Regions from separate parts of the Gossypium hirsutum genome. Here region 2 is linked to region 1. A link is a contact called in public Hi-C data. All regions are on one chromosome and are shown on one strand. Each heading gives the region's core, a stretch centred on a gene start, on an enhancer-like site or on the middle of the called end of the contact. The rest is flanking DNA. Distances are from core to core; before and after follow the strand shown.

The links. Hi-C and Micro-C count contacts between places; a contact is called where the count stands out from the background.
Region 2: a Hi-C map of leaf shows a contact between it and region 1, with 5 times the contacts expected there. The contact joins two enhancer-like sites. A contact is called at or near these places in 7 of 34 Hi-C or Micro-C datasets (anther, fibers, leaf and 1 more).

What each region holds. Positions count from the first base shown.
Region 1 is chrD01:30,094,217-30,099,925 of Gossypium_hirsutum_v2.1, forward strand. LOC107922673 (a long non-coding RNA gene) reads left to right here. Exons shown (of 6, transcript XR_005908935.1): 2 at 1-180; 3 at 258-389; 4 at 472-578; 5 at 876-923; 6 at 1,756-2,060. Among protein-coding and RNA genes, the nearest start is that of LOC107922673, 4.9 kb to the left of the region's middle. Within about 2 kb of position 2,770, at least 1 of the 9 cell types and tissues checked has an H3K27ac peak or open chromatin away from gene starts, as enhancers often do. A contact at or near this core is called in leaf, where this site is marked.
Region 2 is chrD01:30,139,806-30,145,514 of Gossypium_hirsutum_v2.1, forward strand. No RefSeq gene overlaps it. Among protein-coding and RNA genes, the nearest start is that of LOC107922673, 51 kb to the left of the region's middle. Within about 2 kb of position 2,891, at least 1 of the 9 cell types and tissues checked has an H3K27ac peak or open chromatin away from gene starts, as enhancers often do. A contact at or near this core is called in leaf, where this site is marked.

The DNA of each region.
Region 1 (5,709 bases), core at 1,520-4,019:
TTGGCCAAAAACACTTTCATTCATTTCACGACAAAAAATAACAATCATCAAAATCAACCACAACCAAGATGTCCAAGCATTAGACAGAAACGAGAATAAGAGCTGCGAAACTGGAATTATACGTATAGCACTCGAATCACTTGTCTTGCAACACGATTACTCGTATAGCACTCCAATCATGTATAATGTCATTTTATTTTCATTTTCATTTTTTATTATCTTTGCAAATATTTTTTGTTTGAACGAATAATCTTCAGAAAATGGATTTTAACGCGGCGGAGGAAGAGGAATTTGGATTCTCAAGAAACTATTTCTTAGCAAAAGAAATGGGCAGTTCTGGGAAGAAATCTGCTCGTAAACTCAGTGATATCAACGTCGTTGATGAACAGGTATTTTGCCTCATTGAATCCCCATCTCGAAAAAAGCTTTTGTTTTTTTATTCTTTTAAATTTTGTTGTTTTAAAATTGCAGGAACTTAGAGAAGCTTCAGCTAATATTGAACCAAAGCATCAAAATGACATTGCAGATTTAATAAATAGTTACAAAAGTTTATACCCAAAATGGTTTTTTGATCTCAGGTAATTTAAAACTCTTATTTACTTAATGGTGTAATTTTGAATTTCATTGGAAACTTTAATTTGTTAGAATTTGATCCCAAAAACTCCATGTTGCTAAAAGAGAATATATTTAAATACCTGGCTTCTTGTTTTTTTATAATTTTCGGTTCGAATGGTTTTGCTTTTCCACCACCCCCTAAATAAAATTGCCGATTCTCTTGTAAATAATTTAGAGAAATAATTAAAAGAAAAAAAGTAAACCCATATTTGCATAGGATTTTGGACCTTCACCTCTTCTCTTCTTATCGTTATTTTCAGCTGAAAAAGGCTTTTACATTAATCACCCTTGAAGTTACTTTTCTACAGGTAATAATAAATTTTCCTTTTTTTTTCTGTCTGCTTATTGGATTTCTTTTAATTCATTCCTTAGCTGGTTCATGTTGATTTTTTTTTTGCGTATCTTCTTAGATTTTCTTCTGAATTTTGTTTGATCTAAGCTTATAATGGGGAGATACCCATATTCTATTTAATCTTAAATTTTATGATTTCACTTCCTATAGAAAAATTAATGCATGTTTTTGTCTTTCAATATAGGAAGCAGGTAAGCATGTGAGTTCAAACTATTTGGTAGATTTTTAATCAAATAGATTGAATTGCCAGGATTTATACTTTGCAATATTTATATATATAGTTTTTTTATTTGTTCAATGTTCTAACTGAAATTTATGCCAATGAAAAACTTCTATATCTTTGACCAAGTCAATTTCTTTATTTCTCTTTAGGATTTTAGTATGCTTAAAAACTTTATTTTTTTTATGCTATTGAAGCATTGGATCATCTTTGCATGCTGCAAGAACAGGCTGCTTTGCTAACATGTTGAAATGTTGATTTTTGATAATTCCTTACATATTAAATATTGAAGGTTGATATTCAAGCTAGTAATTTAACATTAAGGTTTATTAATGTTATCCAATTAATTAATTGGACTAACTTATCAGGTTTTGTAAATTAAGGGGATAAAATTCATAATTAGACCTTTACTTATTTATTTTTATTCCAAAGTGTTACCTTGAAAGTTAGTATTGGTTTAATTTTCCAGTACTTATTGTGTGTATGTTTTGCTTTTATTTATTTGCAGATGTGGTTTTGGTCTTCTAATGTATGAATCTGAAGTGCATTTCTCTTCTTCTATTTGCAGTTAAGATTTGAAACTGAAGACAAAGCAAGCAGACTTCTGAGTAATGTGTCATTTTTGTTGAAATCAGGGGGTTATTTTTTTGGTATTACTCCTGAAAAAGTGATTGCCAAAAACTGTTGTTTCTGGATTTGTGTATTTTTCTTTTTTTTTTTTGTTCTTGTGGTTACTGCTACACCTGTTTCTGGGAGGTGATTGTGTAAACATTTTAGTGTGATTTAGTTATTGTAAGAATATTTTTAACATTGTTAATTTTAATATTATTGTACGAATATTTTGAATTATAATTCAGTTATCAATTTATATCATATATCTTTCATTGAATTTGAAGTATCATTTAAATTTGCCCCTTTTTGTTTGTATTTTATGTTACAAGAAGGATTGTATATGGATGAAAATCGGATGTTACAAATTTGCCAAAATTAGTGGCGTTTTTCCATAAACGTCACTAAAGAATTGTACTTTTAGCAGCGTTTGTGATAAAAGCGCCGCTAAAGATCATGTTCTTTAGCGGCGTTTGTGGGAAAAGCGACGCTAAAGGTCATGGTCTTCAGCGGCGTTTGTGGGAGAAGCGCCGCTAAAGGTCATGGTCTTTAGCGGCATTTGTGAGAAAAGCGCTGCTAAAGGTCATGGTCTTTAGCGGCGTTTTTGGGAAAAGCACTGCTAAAAGTCTTGGTCTTTAGTGGCATTTGTGGGAAAAGCGCGCTAAAATTAGCGACGCTGTCATTAGCGGCGTTTTTAGCCGCGCTTCTAAAAGCGCCGCTAAAGGCCTAAAAAAACGCCGCTAAAAACTTGTTTTGTTGTAGTGTTTGTGGTGAATACCAATGTGTGAGGAAGTGGTAAGTTGGAGGGCCAAATATAGGATTATAGGTATGGGAAATGAGAATTGCGTACTTGAGAAGCACACGCACATGCAGAAGTTAATAAGAAATACAAGGACAAGGCAATGTCTCGACTGGACTGTGTTTTTGTTATTCAATTTTGTTTTCTTGAGTGTCCGATAGGGCTGCCGATGTGCTGTTGTTTCCTTGACGGGTCCCCACATTAAATACTTCCTTAGAATTGAATTCACAAGAAACCTCTACCTTTGTCTTATGTATAAACTGTCAATTTTGTAAAACATATATGTCTATTTCAATTTTAAAGCGGAATAAATAGTTAGAATGCCTCGATATTAATATTATAGGGCCAGAATTAATTTAACGGAATAATTGAGTTTTTGTATTATTTTTGGTATAATTACGGGTATTCTCATTATTGTATGGTTTGGGTATAAATTTGTTTGGATTAGGGGTGGTATTTAGGTAAAACTCTCTCAATAATGTCAGACTTCAAAATTTGAATTCGATCTAAATGTTCAAGGGAAGAAGTCCATTTTCACTTCTTCCAACTATTTATATTATTTGAAAGTGAGCAAATAAGAATAATTAGTTACAACATTAATTATTTCATTAAGAATAAATACATAAGAGATGTTTATACTATTGGGTTAAGAGTAATATTAATTATACTTAAATAAAAAGATGAATTTAATCCCTATAAGGAGCATTAATAATTTTCGTTAGCAAACTATTGGATTAGGAGAAATTTTGTTCCCTTCAAATTAATTGAGGTAAGTAGTCTTTATACTAATAAAAATAAGAAAATAATATAATTGGGGACGTTAAAGGTTGATGTGGTGGAATGAGCAAATGATAAAATACATTTATATGAAACATCTATACATGTTCATCTTCGATTGGTTGAATGTTAAAATTTTGAAAAATATATATAGGAGAGAAGCTAAGAACTCATTATTGGGAGCCAAAATAAAATTATAAGATTTTGGAAGGCAAAATGTAAAAATTATGTTGAAGAAATGGCAATATTTGAAAAATAGAAGGGACTAGAATTAATAATATCGCATTTAACTAAGAGGCCACGTCTACCTGCTCCTTTAATCGGATTAAGATAAATAATATCAAATTAAAATGGAGAAAAATTATAAGAGGACCGAAAGAAAAATCACATCACAAATAATATAAAGGGAGACCAAGTCCCCACAATGTTAAATGCAACATCTGAAAAAGATGCCTCGCATCTCATCTGTGGTCCAAAATCCTCAATTTTTTCATTTACCCACCAAGCTTTTAATTCTAAAGGAGTTCAAACAGCTACCCTTATATTGAAGTTAAGGGTTCTTTACATGTTTGAAAAAACACACCCATCAAAGTCATATTTTTCAGATGTATGCATTATATTGTTTGTCTCTCTTCTTTTCTTTTTTTTTTTTTTATCTTTTTCAAACATAAATGGAGGGCTTTCATGTTCCTTTATATCTTCCAATTGTATGGGTATTTTGATAACCACATTGCTCTCATTGCCCATAGATACATAACTTTCTTCAATTCTCTAAAAAAATTAAAATTTCAAAAACGTTAAATTTGTTTTTTTTCTCTTATTGAGTGCTAAATTTTATACAAAGTAAATAAATATATTTTTTTGAATATTTTTCATGTCCGTTTTATGGTCCATGTTCGGAGTTCGTAGTTACCTTTCTCAATAATGTCATCTCTAAAGTTTGAATCTGAATCCTCCTCTTGAGAGTGCAATATACCTTACTATTATACTAAACCACTTGTATAGTATTTGCAATCCTCCTTATATCTTAAATCGCAGCCTCTTTAACACAAAAAGAATTTAATTATATATAATGAAACATTGAGACTTGATTCTATATGGTTATCAAAGTAAAATAAGTTGGATAAAATTGAAATCTAATTTATTTGGTTCATTCAATTATTAAACATTTTATTTGACTCTTATTTTCAAATTAAATATAAAACTAATCTATTTAAGTTTGAATAAGAAAATTAATTTCAAATCAATTTGATTTTATATAAATTTAATAAAATTAAATAATAGATTCAAGTCGGGGTAACACTGCATTGATCTGAATAGAGAAAAAAAAATTGAAATAGCCACCAACTCACCCCGTAAACAGGTAGAGAAGTGAGATAGAAAGGTAGCTTTCAAGCCACCTAATTGGAAAGTGAGATGAGGAAATGCAAGATGGCGACCCTTTTTCCTTATGTGCCCACAACACACGAATCAACGCCTCGCTAACCTGCCATACATAGCTCACCCCATCACTCTTAACCAATAAACCTTATCAATTTCTACTTGTAGACAATTAGGGTTTCTTGAGATGCTGAATTTTTGTTTTTGACTTATCATCACCCTTACAATGCATGTGCTCTCACTTAAGTTATTTGGTATTTTGGTCCATATTTAGAATTAAAATTATCTACTTTTTAAGGGGAGGGAGTATTCGGTTATCCGAATTTGAATCCTCAATCTAATATCAATTAAAACTTCAATTAAGCGAAAAGCCTCTACCAAAAAGGGTTTGCAAATGTATTTGTAATTTTCAAAGATGTCCAATTAATAACATGAAAGGATTAATGGAGAAATGGGACCTTTAATTAATAAATTTTTCAAGTGCATCCTTCCAACAACAAGTACATATTATAATGGTAATTGCACCCTTTTGGGTTTCGACAAGTCAAGTTGCAAACCGTAATGTGAAAGAAAAGTGTGATTATTCAAGAACAATTAATATAGATAATTCAGAAAAAGGAAAAAAAGATAAAGCTAGTTAGAACAGCTTCTTTTTACATTCAAAATTCTCTTGTATGTTTAAAATTTTAAATATAATAATATCTTTTCACACAACAAAATAATTTAACTATTAAAAATATTTTTTATATATTATAATTAAATTTAAATAAAAACATATTTTATTAGTAATTGAAAAAATAATTTAAAACTATTTGTGCTATACTAACCCCAAAATTATTAGGTTAAAACCCAAGGTCAAGCTTCCCTCAACAAAGGATAATTGACTGTGTTGGAGTACGCTTAAAAATCAATCATAAGATGATCATAATAACAAACTAATTTACTTTGTTTTTATTA
Region 2 (5,709 bases), core at 1,641-4,140, 46 kb after region 1:
GAGGATGAAAAAAATATGAGATTAAATATATTTGAGTCTAGTTTCTCATAGAAGATACGAAGTAAGTAAAAGAATTTCATATTATGAGATATTTGAATTTTAGTGGGACAGGGTCAGAATGATTTCAAAATCCCTATCCTAACTTTGGAAAATTGTTAAAAATTTTATAAAAATAATTATGGGTTAGAATTTATATTTTTAAAATCCTGAATGAGTCTAATTTCAAAAGAAACAAACGGGAACATCATCCAATTTTTTTACTAGAAAATAATTAATTTTTAGTGCAAAAAGGTCAAAACTGTCAAACAACAGAATAGGGAAAACTTTAAAGAATAAAATGTACTTATTGGCTAAACCAAAAATTCTAAAAAATTTATGGTAATAAGATATGTTATTTTAGTTTCAGGGAAAATTTGTAGATCTTAATTCGGAATTCTGTAGCTTAGGATACAAATAAGTTAGTAACAGTGACTCAAGTAGACAACTTTGAAAGATCATATATGTAAATAGTGGAAACACATATCTTTTTTTATCGTTTAACTATATGTCATGTCTTTGTATTCTTATTGTTCATGGTTTTTATTAATGATATTATTTTTCTCAAAAAGTAGAGTTATAAAATTCTAAAAAAATAAAATATATAAAATTTTAGAAAATTATAAAAGAATTAAAATTTAAACAAAATATATAAATTTAAAAATAGTTTTAAAATTAAAAAAATACATATATAAATATGCTTAAATCTCATCTTCTTAAATCTAAGTTAGAAATTATCTTGGTAGCCACAATAAAATTTTGTCGGTAGAAATTTTTATATATTCAAATTAAAATTTATAAATAATATTAATTACATAAAAAAACTTTAAAATTTATATTTCATATTATAATATTAACAATGAGTTGCCATAAATTATTTTATTATATTTGCAATATAATCTAATTTAAATATTTATTAATATCAAAATAATAAAATGATATTGTGGTAAAAATGATTATACTTAAATTTAAATAGATTATTCCATCACTAATATTTTTTTATTAATTTACAAGAATTATATTTATGTGTGATTTACATATTCAAATTAGATTTTATAAATAATTTGTATTAATTTTTAAAAATATTTAAATTGATATTCCATATATCATATTAATAAATTTGAATACTGTTTAAATTAACTTACTTTTACTTTAAAAATAATACTTTAACTTTTCACAGTATTTTTTAATAATAATACTAAACGTATAAAATCTTAATTAAACTTCCCAAAACTACTTTTTCACAAAAACTTTTCAGAAAATAATACTATATTAAGTCTTAGAGTTTCTTATACACTTTTAGAAGTTTTTTTCATCGATCCAAACTGTGAGGTGAAAGAATTCGGTAAGGAGTTGTCACTATTGAAGTTAAATGATGATTAGATGACTGGTTGAATGGGATTCAAGGTTGTTTCTATTAAGATTCGTGAAATTCCTGCAATAATTTCATCATAGTTTACTTAGTAATTTTCTTTTGAACTCATTGAATAAATAAAAATTATCACATTATCATTTAATATTTTTTTATAATGTCTTTATTGATTTTTGCAAGTAAAGTAAAATGTATAAGAAAATATTAGTTCATTGATTACCTAAAGTATAACTAATATTAAGTTGTATTATATGGTGGGATTGTAATGCAAGAAGACACCTTATATTTGTAGGTAATTTAAATTGTCCGCAATCGATGGCATCAGATTGAGCAAATTACTTATCCTAGGAATATTATGTCATTCATAAGTCCGATTGAGGATAACTTGTCTTGGCTATCGGAGTTGGACTAACTCCCAAAATCAGAGACATAGGTATGATTTTCTGGATTGATAATACATCGAACAAAACCCAAATTGAATTAATCTTATATCTGTTTATGGAAGAATTCACTTGTAATGTTCATAGCATGACTTACTTAAATCTTGAGTAAGTGAATGACCATGTGTGTATGATTCATGTACTTAGGTATATTGAAAACTTGTGAGTGATATGACTTCACTTACAATAGAGAAATCATAGCATGATAAAAAGACTAAATAGTATCCTCTCATTGGCATTACATGGATTATGAAAATGGAACATGGTCATGGGTCATTTGTATGGGACAAATGATTTTATCATTACTAGTATAAGTAATGATCTTTTTTTTTTATTGCGGAAGAACAACTACGAGCATGAAATAAAATGGGACTGAATTAGGTGAATGAGTTTAAACTAAGGGGATCACAAATATCCTATGAAGGTAAAATATATATGACAAGGTCACTGGATTGAATTTTGAAACAAGTATCTTTTAAGATGATATATAATGGAGAGTTTTGTCTTGGTACTTTTAGTGAATTGATTTCAACACTAAATAATTTTATAATTAATAAGCGAAAAGTCAAAACTTAATTGCAAATTATTTTAGCCCTAGTAACTCGCTATAACTCTAAACGATTTGCAGGATAAGAACTTTGAATGAATTGACAAAATAATAAATGAGAAATAAATTACATGAATTATCATTGCAATAAATGCGTTTTCTCGATAAGACAATAGATGACATAGTGTAAATTTAATTTCTTTGAATTATTATTTAATTGGATGAATAAATTAAAAATTAAATTATGTAGTCGTCTTAGTTTAATTCCCTTAGACTAATTAAATAAATTTGCACATGGATTCTAATACGGTAAAATCGTCATGATTTTTACTGAATTATAATCAATTGTGTAAATTATTTTAATTTTAATTAATTAATAATTAATTTGGAGTATTATTTAATTATTTAGTTAATTAAATACATGAGTTGATTTTATTTAAGTGAAGAGAGAAGCTCAAAAAATTTGACCAACCAAGAACAACCCAATAGGCCCAATATGCGCATAAGGTTCCGCGGCAATGGGAGCAATTTCCCGTTGGGTGCCACCGTTTGGTATTCCCTTAGTCGTAATCAAATTGAAACTCTTTCGTTTTAATTAATTAATTAAGGACTTCCAATGAAAATTAAACTACATTAAATTATAAAATTATTCAAAAAATTAATTAATTGTAATGGATATAATAAAGAAGAATTTAAATGTTATCCAATTATGAATAACAAAAATATGAATTGATTTTCCACCAACTCAGTCAACAATGACAAAAAATAACTTTATATTCAAATTTTAACATTCACTATTATTAAAGTATCTAACCAAATTGATCTACAATTCAAGACCAACTCAATTTAAAAATGATAAAAACGATTTTATATTCAATTTTAACATTCATATAAAATAGAGTATAAATATTATTTAATATAAACTTTTAAATATTTTATTATCTTTAAAAATCTTCATTTATTTCGTCTGTAAAAAAAAATCCACTTTATGTGTAATTTCCTTTTATCTTTCTCACTTTTCCTTATACTTTTTCCTATTTGAACTTGTGAGATTAAATAGTTATATGTAAATATGATTGGACTGGCCCCAATCCTAAACCATGGCCCCGAATCCAAAAGATACTGGCCCATTTGTTGGAAAGCACATGGTTGATTATTTAATATAACATTAATTTCTTAACAATGAGAAAGAGAAATTTATAAACATAGAGATCCAACTTTAGGTTACATGCCAATCAATTTATAATTCATACAAGTTTATCACAACTTTAATTTAGTAACGAAAGAAACTTGAATTCCTAATTTTGAATCTTATTTTATATAAATTATATGACTTATTTTTAGTTTTATTTTATTTTAAGTCCTATTATATTTTTTAATAGAGTATATTTTTTAAATTTCATAGCGTGAGTTATGCTGTTTATTATTATTTTTTATTTTTTTATAATTTGATTTCTAACCTATCCCATCATACATGGAATTTAAAAGAAAAAAAAGTTGTTAAGTTAGTGAATCATGTGTGGCTTAATGGTTAAGGTGTTTCCCGCTTCAGATATGATTTGGATTTGAATCGCGTTGCTATTAAAACTTTATCCTCATCTTATAATTCACCAAAAAAATTAAAAATTGTTAAGTTGATATTTCTAGTTTGAAACCGTTAAATACATAGTCATTTAACTAGGGGTGTTCAGTCGATTAACCGACCCGAAATAACATTAACCGAATTAACCGACCTTTCAAATTTTTTAATCATTAACCGAACCAAAAATTTTTCAGTTAATTCGGTCGGTTAACCGAATTAACCGAAAATTATATTTTTCTATTTTTGGTTAAAAATTAACCGAATTAACTGAATTACCAGAATTAACCAAATTAACCGAATTACCCGAATTATATGTTTTTTTTTTTAGACTTTAGTTTTAGTTTTAGTATTAGAATTTTATTTTTATTTATTAAATTATTTGTAATTTTTATGATTGGGTTGAGTTGGGTAATTAGGCTGCGTTGGATACTTGAGTTTGGATTGGGTTTAGGTGAATAGTGGGCCTATTTATATATTATAATTTTATTTATTAATTTTTTCGGTTAAACTAAAAAAATTCATTTAACCGGTCGGTTTCGAATCGAATTAACTATTAACTAAATTTGGTCGGTTAACCGAATTTTTTTGGTTTTACCCAAATTTTGCACTCCCCTACCTTTAACCCTTTGAATAAACAAGTTGATTTTGTTGGCATATATTAAATTGTGTAATTACTCTTCTTGGGCTTACTTGTGTGTATGGCAATCCTAGAAATGCCATGATGCACTTAAATAGATACAGAAAACTGTTCGAGTAGGAGGAAGAAAACTGGAAAAGCTTGAAATGGAGGGCATTAAAAGCTTGTTTGATCGTTTCATAGTTGAAGGGAACACAGACCCAATAGTGAAGAATGAGCAAGAATTGGGGTCATGTAGAAGTGTCAAGAGTAAGAGATTTGAAGACAATAGATATAGCTGCTCAAGATTGAGGTCCGAAAAGGACACTTATACCACGTTTGGTTTACTGTAATGGAATAAAGCTGTAATGGAATAGAACTGTAATTAGTAATTCAATTGTTTGGTTGAATGAAATGAAATATAGCTCTAATAGTATTCTTGTGTTTAGTTGAATGGAATAAATGTTATAATAGTATAGGAACAAAGCTGAAATGACCAGAACACCCTTAATAGAATTTTTTTAAATAGATATTATTGTTGTTAAATTTTAATAAAAATAAAAATAAATAATTTAATCATATTTTAATAATATTATTAAATATAATTTAATAATATACAATTAATAACATTTTTAATATAATTATGTCTTTATTTTTCTAAAAATATTAAAAAACCAAAATATATCCTTTAATTAAACTTAGTGATCATTTTGTAATTTTTTAAAATTGAATGACCAAAATATAAACTTATTAATAATTTAATGATTTAAGTGTAATTTACCCATAAAATTCCACTAAATACCCAAGCCCACCCACAAAAATCCCAAAATGTACCAGTCATCATCATTTTCTTCCCTGATTATTTTTCCCTTTCACCAAAATTTTTCATCAACAATTATTCTTAAAATTGCTTCATTCCAACAATTTTTTTGTTTGAATAATGTTAGACTTTTATTTAGAAAAATAAATCAAAAATAAACAAAGCCCAAAAAATAAAAGATTAATAGAAGTGGGCTGAAACAAGAACAAACTAAAGCCCAGCAACCCAATCTAGGAGAAAACTCTAGAAGCCACCGATGCTTCAGCTAATGAAACAAAAGCAGTAAACTTTCCTAA